Regions from separate parts of the Triticum aestivum genome. Here all the other regions are linked to region 1. Evidence: chromatin contacts called from public Hi-C data. All regions are on one chromosome and are shown on one strand. The core of a region is the stretch at or near the end of the contact, and the rest is flanking DNA. Distances in the headings are between cores, read along the strand shown. Region 1 holds the start of LOC123137025 (cysteine synthase). Region 2 holds the start of LOC123137022. Region 3 has its middle 47 kb from the start of LOC123137021.

Region 1 (3,593 bases), core at 443-2,942:
ATTTGCCCCTGAAGATATGCCAACAAGCAATCCTTCTTCCCTTGCCAATCTTCTAGCCATGTCCATAGCTTCTTGAGTAGTTACTGTTACAATTTCATCTATCTGGGATCTATCCAATATTTCTGGGACAAAACCAGGCCCTATTCCTAGGATGTTGTGGAAGGCTGGCTCGCCACCTACAGATCATAGGCAGGGAAGATCTTACTTATTTACAAGCAAAGAAAGGTAGCCAGGTTTATAACCAAACATGTATAGTAGGAATATCATTTATTCAATATATTTATCATAGTAGTAGTTTCTTGCCTGAAATCACTGGACTTTCAGCTGGTTCAACGCATATTAATTTTACAGATGGGTTCTTCGTCTTGAGATACCTCCCCACGCCTGTGATGGTGCCTCCTGAACCTGAAGCAGCTATAAATATGTCCACTTTGCCTGCTGTATCTTTCCATATCTCAGGTCCTAAGGACATTTAGTTCGATGCATTAGTGCTGAGGTTCAGTTTTTAGCCAGGAATCTTAAATAAAAATAAAGAGTAGAAATGTTGCATGGAAGTGTGATCCTGCAGAGGCCAACACCACATAGCAACATTTATTGCATATCATCCATCAATTTATTTCAACATCTTATAAGTTAGTCAGTCCGTAGTCTTCGACTGAGTTTTCCTTATAGTCAAACAATCTAAAGTTACTCAAACGCTACTGCTACTGCATCCAATTTAGTTCAAATATATTGTGTTACCACTTACCAGTCCATCTGAAGTGGGCATCGGGATTTGCAGGATTGGTGAATTGATCTAGAACATACACATCTTCCACATCCTTCTTCATCTGTTCTACCCTATCAAGTAAAGCTTTGAATCCATGCTGTACAGCATCTGCAGGAGACAAGCATGTTACCATCTGGCACGTGATATGAGGGGCATGGTACCTCAGCTCCTTACCAACTAATACCACTTCTACGCCAAGGTATCGCATCAGTATCTGCTTATCAAGCGAGAGTTTAGCAGGCATGAGGGCGATGAACTTGTATCCTTTCTGAGCAGCAATGAACGCCACGCCGATGCCAAGATTACCACTTGTGACCCCCAGCAGTGTTGTGATGCCAGGTGTGATCAAGCCTTTCTCCTCTGCATCTTCAATCAATCTGCAAATTTGTTCATCCATTCATATTGCTGTCGAGACTCATGACGTTACGTATGGTAGATTTGAGGTGAAGAATTTCTTCCTGGGAAGGAAAGTAAAAAAGAGCAGCCACCTGAGAGCACTCCGATCCTTCACAGAGGAAAGGGGCTGGTACGGCTCAATCTTCCCAATCAGCCGAGCACCTATGCTGTCTTTCTCAGTGATGTTTCTCAGTTCTATCAGTGGTGTCCAACCAATGAGCTGGAAGGCATAGAATTTACTTGCAGATTAAAGATAACAAGCTTTGTACAGTGAAGGAATAATGACTATATACAGAGAAAGTAGGCACCTGTGTGATGTTGGTGGCAATGCACTCCCCCTGCGAGGACAGCAGAGATGGTATCCCTTTCCTTCCTTCCTGTGGCTCCATTTCTCTGGTACTAACTCTGCAACAAATAAAACTACTAGAACTTAACAAGCTCGAATGTCTTGGACAAATGGATGAACAGAAGTATGAGGTACTCCAGCGTTCAATGATGTTATATAGCTGAGAAGTCCCATTCTGATGGTATACTACATGGATAAATTAATACTAAATTTGGAGGTTTCAGGGAAGTTTCCCTGAAACTTCCATCCAGATTTTTTTTAATTGAAGTCTGTTGACATATGACACTACATCAGTGTGCAGCATACCAATCAGATATCAAATTCAGAAACCACCGATTGGTTGGAAGCCTAGAACTTGGAACACAAGTTTCCCTGCATGCCAAGAAACCTCCTATGGGTTGGAAGCCTGGAACTTGGACCCCAAGTTTCCCTGCTTATAGAACAAGACAATCAACCATTATGCAGAGGGTAAGCAAATAATTTTAGAACACCGATAACGCCCACACGTGTGAGCGTTAAGGGATCTGGCCACACGTTTTTTATGGTGTCTAAGAGAATCAGCCCACACGTCTACGTGTGGGCAAAACAAGTAATGCCCACACGCCTCTTTTTTTGTCTCGCGGTCCCTCCCACACGCTTCCGTGTGGGCAAAATCGAAAAGGCCCACACGCCCGTACTCATGGTCCCGCATGCTTCACGTAACAGTCATCATGCGTCCTCGCAGTTGCCATGGTCCGGACCCTCTTCCATGTTCGTTTAACTGCAGTTGTCATGTTGCTGAGCTATAGTTGCCATGTCTGACAACTACAGTTGTCATGGTTGCTCAACTGCAGTTGCCATCTCAGGTCAAGTGCTGGATGCCATTTTTGGACAATTGCAGTTGTTGCCATGTATTGTCTGGTCTACTACAGTTGCTATGATTTGAAAAACTTTAGGGGTTGCCACCTACTAGCACTAGGCAGTTGCCATGTAGTACTATAAAAAAGGCATGTAAAAAAACATGTTCGGGTAAAGAGGGAGTTGCCATCTGCTTACAAGCAACTAGGGCAGTTGCCATGTACCCTGCAGAACACATGGCAACTCGAAGTAAAAAGTGAGAGTTGTCATCTGCTTACAAGCACGCTAGGACAGTTGCCATACACGCTGCAACACACATGGCAACTGACAGCTTTGGGTGTGGGAGAAGAGACGGGCGTGTGGGCGAACTGATAAACGCCCACACACCAGCCCTTTTGCATGCGTGAAAACTGGCTTGTGGGCGAACTGCTAAACGCCCACACCTCAGCCGCTCCGCATGGTGAAACGGGCATGTGGGTGACCGGATGAATGCCCACACACCAGCCCAGTCCTACCTGGCATAAAAAACCTGCTAGAACGCACCAGGATTCGTGCAGAAATGGTTGGACGAGGATCCATGCATGTAGGCGAGTTGCCAGAGGGCGTTAGTATTTCCGTAATTTTAATCTGAGCTGAACCATCGACCATCCTGCTGTATATATATGTTATTAAATACTCAAGGCAGTGATGGATTATTTCGCAATTTAGCAGGTCACAAAGTGCCAAATGTAGCCGTTGTTAGACTCTTGGTCTGTGACTTCGCTGCAAGTTGAGACGACTGGTTACGTATTCATGAACTGAAGATGCTGGGGTAATCAACACAGATTTGGCAAGCTTCCCTGCTCTCTTAAAAGATAATTAGTTAAGGTGTGTGCTATAAAACAACTCGCAGTTGTTTTGTTCATGGCCTTGCTATCAAACCTCCACTGTTTTAGTCAGTGTCTTTAAGAAACGTTTGTTTCTCACGTTCATGGTGTATCGTAGGAAATAAAACATTCATCAGAGCTTTTCTGTCTTTCATCTACATTGTTGTGCTTACAAGGAGGCTGATGCCTGGATTCTACATACGTACTGCACATAAAGTTATAATTTCTAGTAAATATAAAAAATCAAAGATAACCAACCATTGTAGTCAATTAAATCATTTGAATCTGTTTACCAAAGTATCATAAAAGTGACAATTGCATCGTGAGATCGTAGCCTAAAAAAAGCATTGTGAGATCTTAAGCATTTTTTTACCGAGTG
Region 2 (3,656 bases), core at 810-3,309, 340 kb before region 1:
TTGCCGTGTCAGGCTTCACATACGTGAAGATGATTGTCGGCAGGATGTAGACGTTGCGAAAGGCGTGAACTGGACGCTCGTCCCAAATGGTTGAAGCAATCAGCAAAAGGCAGCTCATCTCACTAGGAGTAGAAACCCATGGACTAATTAGCGACCATATCGGCATAAAAGAAGTCATGGAGAATTCAAGTCTTGCAAGCGACGATTCAAGCAAAAGCATGTCAACTGAGCAATCACCCATTCACGCCCAACCCCCTTTTTCTGTGTGGGCTTGAATTGCACCACGCAGACAGAGGGAACAGTTGGGGAATGACCTGGTCAAATTGCTCTGAAGAAGTGACGGGTAGAATCACACCTGTACTGGAGTGAACTAGTGTACATCGCTATACCACTTTATCTTATATTATCTTCTCTGTTCCTAAATATATCCAGATGATTTGAACTGCCGGAACGTCTTATATATTTATATTTAGGAACAGAGTACATGATTCGTCCTGGAATTGGTTGGTTCGTTTCAGCTGCCCTTGCAGGAAAACGAAATCAAGAAATCATTCGCAAGAGAAATCCCACAGCACCGGATCCCGCCGAATGGTTCTAACCGAAGATGATGATTGTGCTTGTGCAGGGGCATCGCCATGGGGAATGAGAATCCATTCCTTCAGGAATCAGGACATAGCCATAGAGAATCCGGAATTCAGTGGGCACGGCCTGCCTTTTTTTTTCGCAACACTTGTACTAGCATTTCAGCTAACCAACTCTACTAGCGAGCTTCCTCTTTGGTGTTTCATCTCAAGAACATGACACGGTTCTATCAGGAGCGGATAGGTAGCTGGCTTCAGCCTTGATTATTCTATAAATATTTATGTTTATATAACAATTGTTTTACGGTTTTCGGCTCAAACAAGAAAAATCAGGAGGGGAGTAGAGTGCAGCGTAGCCTTAGTAAACATCGGTGGAGTCAGTTGAGTAGTAATCACAAGAAACATGGCCAGTATGTAGTCTAGTAGTAGTAACAGTATGTATGTATGTAATTTACATCTGACACAATCTTATTCTACATAGTGTCTATATTACATAAGCAGATAGACCATGATACAAGGGGAGGAAAGGATCCTTATGTACAAGGACAACACAGAGAGCTTCTGTCGGTGGCCAACAAGGACAGCACGAGCAGAAGCGCCGCTCACACTAGCGTACATATGTATGCCACATCAAATATTGTCAAAAATCCTACTACAAGAAGATGAAAGGAAAAGGAGGAAGCAGAAGGGCAAAGAAGATCAAGACGCGCGCGCTCATACTACGTACTACTGTACTAGCTCAGCTGCACAACTCGTACCGGGAGCAGACGGAGGCAGAGCAACCTGGATGGATGGCTCGCCGGCTCATCACCAGCCGTAGACGGCGCGGGAGCACTTGACCTTGATCCACTTGACGCTGCGCCGCACCGACCCCTTCACCTTGCCCTCCACGTCGTACACCTTGTAGGCCACCAGCCGCTTCTTCCTCTGCAGCTCCGCCTCCGCCTCGTCCGTCTTGGCCGGGGCCGGGGCCTCGTTGTCGACCAATGCGGAGAAGGAGGGGGTGTAGCTCCTCAGGTTGAGGGAGCGGCGGCCGGCGGAGGACCAGGTGGCTGCGGTGGTGGTGGCGGCGTTGGGCCCCTTGGCCTGGGCGGTGCCGTCGGAGAAAGGCTTGTAGGAGGCGCTGTAGCACCGGAGGTTCAGCCCCGGGGTGGGGCCGGCGCCGGCGCCGGAGACGGTCCTCGTGCTGCCGCTCCGCTGCACGGCGGTCGCCGCCACGGGGCGGGACAGGGAGGTGGTGCTCCTGTCGCGCTGCACCTTGGTGGGCGCGTAGGAGACGGCGTAGGAGGCGCTGTGGCACCGGAGGTCGTTGGCCGGCGCGGCGGCGGCGGTGCTCCTCTCAGCCAGCGACACCGACCTCTCCATTGGCATCTTGTCCCGCTCTGCCTACGTGTTCGCGCGGGTGTGGTCACTCTCTTGTCCGCGGAGCTCTGGCGTGAGGAACTTATGGCTGGCTGGTGGCGCCAAGCAGGCAGATGGAGCCTTTTTATAAAAGTGGCTGGGGGTGTGTGTCGATCAGCTCCGCCAAACATGTTGCACGGAACGGTGCACGCTGCTACCTACAGTGTATATGGTTTGGATTGTAGCAGACCGGTTCCTAGCCCAGGGTCGGGTTGATAGCTTTCTCTCTCAGTTTCCTAGGGACAGGGACGGCGGTATTGCTGCTGCTGCTAGTGTGAGCTCGGTTCATTCGTTTTCTTGATGTTCTTTTGGCCTAACGCACCACGCCAGGATGAGATTTTTTTGCTTTGCGTGTGTGCGCACAAATCATTGGGCAGCCCAAGAGAAGCGTGAGGTTTTTGATTTGTCTGCGTGTGCACAGGTCATAGGGCGGAAAACAACCGTGGGAGTGTAGGGGTTTCTGCAGACGTGCCCGTGCTTTTTAATCGAACCAGCAGGATGGCAGGCAAATGCAACTTTTGCGGTGACTTCTGCTTTCAATAGCACAGAAAGGCAAAAGGTTTCGCGGACGTTGTTTTCATCTAAAATATGCCAAACCTGCTTCAACAATATGATTTGGTGAGTGCTTAAAATCTGACCGCCTCTCACACTCGAGGGTTTTACGGTCCCTAAATCCTAAGGTCTCATTTGGTTTCACATGATCCCACGGGATCCCTGCCTCTTCCCCTGGCCTTCCCCAGGCCGAGAAACCACGGATAATTTTATCCCGGGCAATGCGCCAACGCATTTGGGGGCCCACAAGACCGGGGCAGCCCTGCCCTTTCCACGGCCTATCCCTGGGCGAGACTTCCACGCCTGATGAGATCGGGGAGGAAACCCTTGTCGCTCGGCCTCGCGAATGAGAGGCGGCGGCGGCAAGATCGAGCGCTCCGCCCTCCTCCGTCGAATGCTCCGCCCTTCTCCAGCAACTGGAAACGGCTCACCCCCCATCCCTTCACCTCCATGCTCCACCCCTCCGGCTGGGGAGACGGCGCCCGTTGCGTTGCTGCTTCATGGCTTCTAGTAGGTCGATACTGTTCCATGGCTTCCCATAGGTGAGGCGTGCAGCAGCCCCCCGAATGGTCATGCGAATCTTTCACGTGGTTTTAATTTTGTCAAGAATATTTCGACGAGGGCCTCTCTTCCCCGGGACCATCTCCCCTAGCAACCAAACAAGCCTAAACGTTGTTGATCCCGGGCGAGGAGTGGGGGTGCTAATCACTCTGATTTTTATTTTTTCTATCCCTTCTTCGCTCTCAGCCATTGCTAAGGCAGCTGGCCGCTCTCACCTTGCAACCAGTGGTTGGGGTCACTGTTCATGCCACCATGGTGCCCTCTGGGGGAAGGGGGACCGTGGCAGGGGCCACAAACACCTCCTCGCCCGACCGCTCGCAAGGTTAGGCGTGTGGCGACATCAGTGAGCTTCCATGGAGCTCACTTACGCAATAGAATTATTTGATGCGCTATCTCTTCTGTAATATGTGGGGTTTCAGACATGTTGGCAGGCGTACCCTTAGTACATTCAACGGATTGGCCTAGATGTAGTGGCACTACAGGGGACGATTAAATCTGATTTCCGCGCTCGCAATCTGCTATCAATCGATCCTCTCGAGCGATTTTCTTGAAGCTGGGTGT
Region 3 (3,578 bases), core at 157-2,656, 460 kb before region 1:
GTCGCGGTGCCGGCAAGGAGAGGTGTTGGAAGGTTCACCTTGACCTGGCCTCTTGGTGCTTGACCTCACCAGACCCAAGCTTCCGGCACAGGCGGAGTCATCCCTGAATTTGGGGATGAGCCCCTAGCGTCCTATTATACAGTGGCGGAGACACCAGCAGGGGCATTGCCCCCCTAACATCATTGATTTGATCCTAATTTAGAGATGAACAGTGCCAAATTTAGAAAACAATACATGCATTACCGCAGTTTGTCCCCTGAGATGAAAAGTTTGTGTCATTTGGCCCCCCTGATATTTAATTCCTGGCTCTGCCACTGCTATTGGAGGCATACGATGGGGATCATACACATCATCGTCAATGGATTTGAAGGAGCCACGGAGCCCATGTCGGCTGACCAGCTGTCTCTGACGATCCGTCGCATCCTCGGGACGAAGGGCGGCGAATTTCATTCGTCCTAGCCATGATGTCATTTGGGATGCATTGATGTTTCAAGGTGGTGTCTACGATGACCTGATGTAAAAGTTTCGGCAGACCAACTGGTCTTATTACCGATGCCGGCGAGGTTGGAGCCACGGGGATGCAACTTTGGAGGTGATCGCTATTTTTTTCCTGTTCAGGGTCTTGTTTGTAAATTTTTGAGACATGTTTGTTGTTCGTTCCTTATATAGGGTCCTGTGTGTGAGATGCTTGATTAAACGAAGAAGATTAGCGGACAATATATTTTGCAAGAGCAAGGTGCGTAACACTTAGGGCGAATTAATGGGCTTGTGGTGGTTACCCCGTTCCGGTTGGGTGCAATGGACCATCTTGGCAAATCACATCACATCAGTGTTAATTACGTCCATGTTCCCTCGCGCGCGAGAGCATCTCAGCTAACGTACTAGGAAGGTGCGCCAAGACTGTGACTGTCACTGCCTTGGCACGCACATGCGACCGTGTGATTTTTGTTTTTGGTCCCGTTTTTCCATGACATGTGACAACACGAATTGTCTCTGAGAAGGTGTTTGAATCCAAGAGACTTATTTTAGTCTGATTAAAAATAATCTTTTTAAGAGGTTAAAGTTTCAAATACCCCTGACTAAAATGGGGCTAAAACTAGTCTTGAGACTAAAAAATTTTAGTTAGGGGTACTCCTACTAAAATGTGGATTAGTCCTCTCTCTCCTTATTTAACTTCTCTTTTTTAACATAGACGAGTTCTGGATTGAAGGGTTCGAAGGATAATAAATGTTCATTAACTTGATTTTAGTCTCTTTAGTATTTAATCCAAGCATGGATGAGGCTAACAAGTTTTAGTCCCACTACTTTTAGTCATGAGACTAAAACGTATCCAAGCACCCTCTGAATGCGGCGTATCGTGAAAAAGCTTGACCCGTGCCTTGGCATACAATACTGCAAGCGCAACGAATACCTGTCCTGTTACAACCTGTAGGTAGAGCCGCCTAGGTCCACAATCACGCCTCCCCTCCTTCTGGACGCCATTACCGATCCACTTGACGAGAACTGGCCAACACATTCACGGGTACGGGGGTGCACAATTAAGCAAGGAATGCTGGTGTTGGTATGCTCTCAGACGAGATCACCCGGTCGATCGATATTCTTCCATGCAAAGACTTGCACCTGTTCAAGCGTACAGACACATTTATGGGTAACGTTGTCCTCGCAACGGTCGACATCCTTCCATGGAACGACTGTTCAAGGTTGCACACACATTTTTCGGTAATGTTGTCATATGAGGTGGCCTTACAGTTGTGTAAACTTCTCCGGCAAGGCTAGGCTAGGCTAGCCCGGTGGGTCGTACTGATCTTTTGTACGGCCCCGTCCCCCGTGCGGCGTGGCCGCGCTGGAGCGTCTTGTTCCGGTGACACTGTTAGTTGCTCGTGCGCTCTGTCACAAGTCATAGCGATGCCCAAGAAAGATTTGTTGCAGGTTTTGTGATATTTGGGCGTTCGATGTGGCGCTCTGTCACAAGTCACACCGATGCCCAAGAAAGATTTCTAGAAGCAAATGAATGGGTCCCCGGGGATAACCCTTCCCAGAATCAGGTCCATCAAATATCAAGATCATAAACATGTGCGTGTGGGAGTCCGTAGATATTCTACAGATAAATTAAAAAATTTACAAAATAATTTTGGGTTTGAGAGCAAATTTTGTTGTATTGGACATACAAATGTGTGTGTGGGACTCATTTCTAAGGCAAAACAGCAGCTATTTTCACCGCAAAATTACAAAATTTAAATCTAAAGTTCGGAGCCATGCAGGGCAGAATGGGTGGCAGTTCCTATTTCCCGCGTACCGTGGTGAATAACATGGAAAAGCGCACACAGTATGGGCCAGCTAATGTACAGGCTTTGGTCGTGTCTTTCTCCAGCGTCTTTGAATTAGTGAACATTTTTAAACCCAAGAACAATTTTGAAAATTCACATACTGTTTTTGAATTCGCAAACATTTTTCAAAAAAACTTTTTGAACTCATGAATATTTTAAAAATTCACAAACAATTTTTGATTTTGTGAATACTTTTAAGATCCTCGACCATTTTTCAAATTTATGAACAATCTTTCACTTCGCAAACATCTTTTGAAAGAATTTTTTGAATCATCAAACATTTTTTTGGAATAGTTTGAACATCTTTTATGAGTTTAAAAAATAGTAGTATTTGCTACTAATAAGATGCACATGGTTTTATATTTTGGCAAAGAAAGAAAGGAAATTCATTTATATTTGTGTATAAAATCCGTCATTTTGTTGTACTAATAACTTCTGCTTGTCTCATTTTACCCAGTCCATATGGATGAAAATTATTTACTTAGATGTCAGAAACTAAGAACAAATGATCACTTATGGAAATAGAAGTTTTTCAAAATGTGTTCTAGGTAAGATAGATTTTATTGTTTAGTGAAAGGACACTCATGACTAGTTATTCACATTTCATATTTATTTTAATTTGTTTCGATGGACTGATTTTAGTAGGTATGCGCAGGATGGTTTGCTATTCTAAATATACAAAAACATACTAATAAGTTATTCTTTTATTTTTATTTTTTGTAATAATTCTTCTGTTAGACGAAAATTTAATTTCTTGTTGACAGATTATTATGCCAAGTGCAACTCGACTTGCACCAATGCATGCATATTTATGTACAAACGGATAAAAAAAATCAAAACTCTTAAGCACCAATTTAAGGTTTTTTTGTCAAAGAAAAGTCCTACCAGCTTAGATGACTAGCCCTGCTATACCTGGACCTTATTGAAGAACTTATCAACCACGAGGACCATGTTGGACCTATCCAGCGACTACGAGGATGGTAGGTGCAATAATATCACTTTTTTCATACCCGAACATTTTTTTGAATTGATGAACATTTCTCAAAAGGCATGGACATTTTATCAAAAATGCGAACATTATCTTAATCGATGATAGTTTATTGAAAATTTGGGAACAGCATTTTTAAAACCCCAAACATTTTTAAAAAGTTACAAACCTTGTTGAATAGATTATTTTTAAAAAATCTGTGAACATTTTGAAAAATTCACAAACAATTTTCGAATTGAACATTTTTAAAATCCTTGACAATT

The links. Hi-C and Micro-C count contacts between places; a contact is called where the count stands out from the background.
Region 2: a Hi-C map of leaf shows a contact between it and region 1, with 5 times the contacts expected there. The contact joins the promoter of LOC123137022 here to the promoter of LOC123137025 in region 1. A contact is called at or near these places in 1 of 5 Hi-C or Micro-C datasets (leaf) and 1 of 1 datasets of contacts at active chromatin or transcription factors (leaf).
Region 3: a Hi-C map of leaf shows a contact between it and region 1, with 2.8 times the contacts expected there. The contact joins the enhancer-like site here to the promoter of LOC123137025 in region 1. A contact is called at or near these places in 2 of 5 Hi-C or Micro-C datasets (both in leaf).

Annotation. Positions count from the first base shown.
Region 1 is chr6B:304,952,699-304,956,291 of IWGSC CS RefSeq v2.1, forward strand. It overlaps LOC123137025 (cysteine synthase), which reads right to left and starts at 1,693. Exons shown (of 7, transcript XM_044556559.1): 1 at 1,474-1,693; 2 at 1,258-1,385; 3 at 944-1,146; 4 at 749-877; 5 at 304-462; 6 at 1-176. The coding sequence starts at 1,554.
Region 2 is chr6B:304,614,406-304,618,061 of IWGSC CS RefSeq v2.1, forward strand. It overlaps LOC123137022, which reads right to left and starts at 2,060. Exons shown (of 1, transcript XM_044556558.1): 1 at 997-2,060. The coding sequence starts at 1,952. The coding sequence ends at 1,389.
Region 3 is chr6B:304,491,350-304,494,927 of IWGSC CS RefSeq v2.1, forward strand. No RefSeq gene overlaps it. Among protein-coding and RNA genes, the nearest start is that of LOC123137021, 47 kb to the left of the region's middle. Within about 2 kb of position 1,407, at least 4 of the 8 cell types and tissues checked have an H3K27ac peak or open chromatin away from gene starts, as enhancers often do. A contact at or near this core is called in leaf, where this site is marked.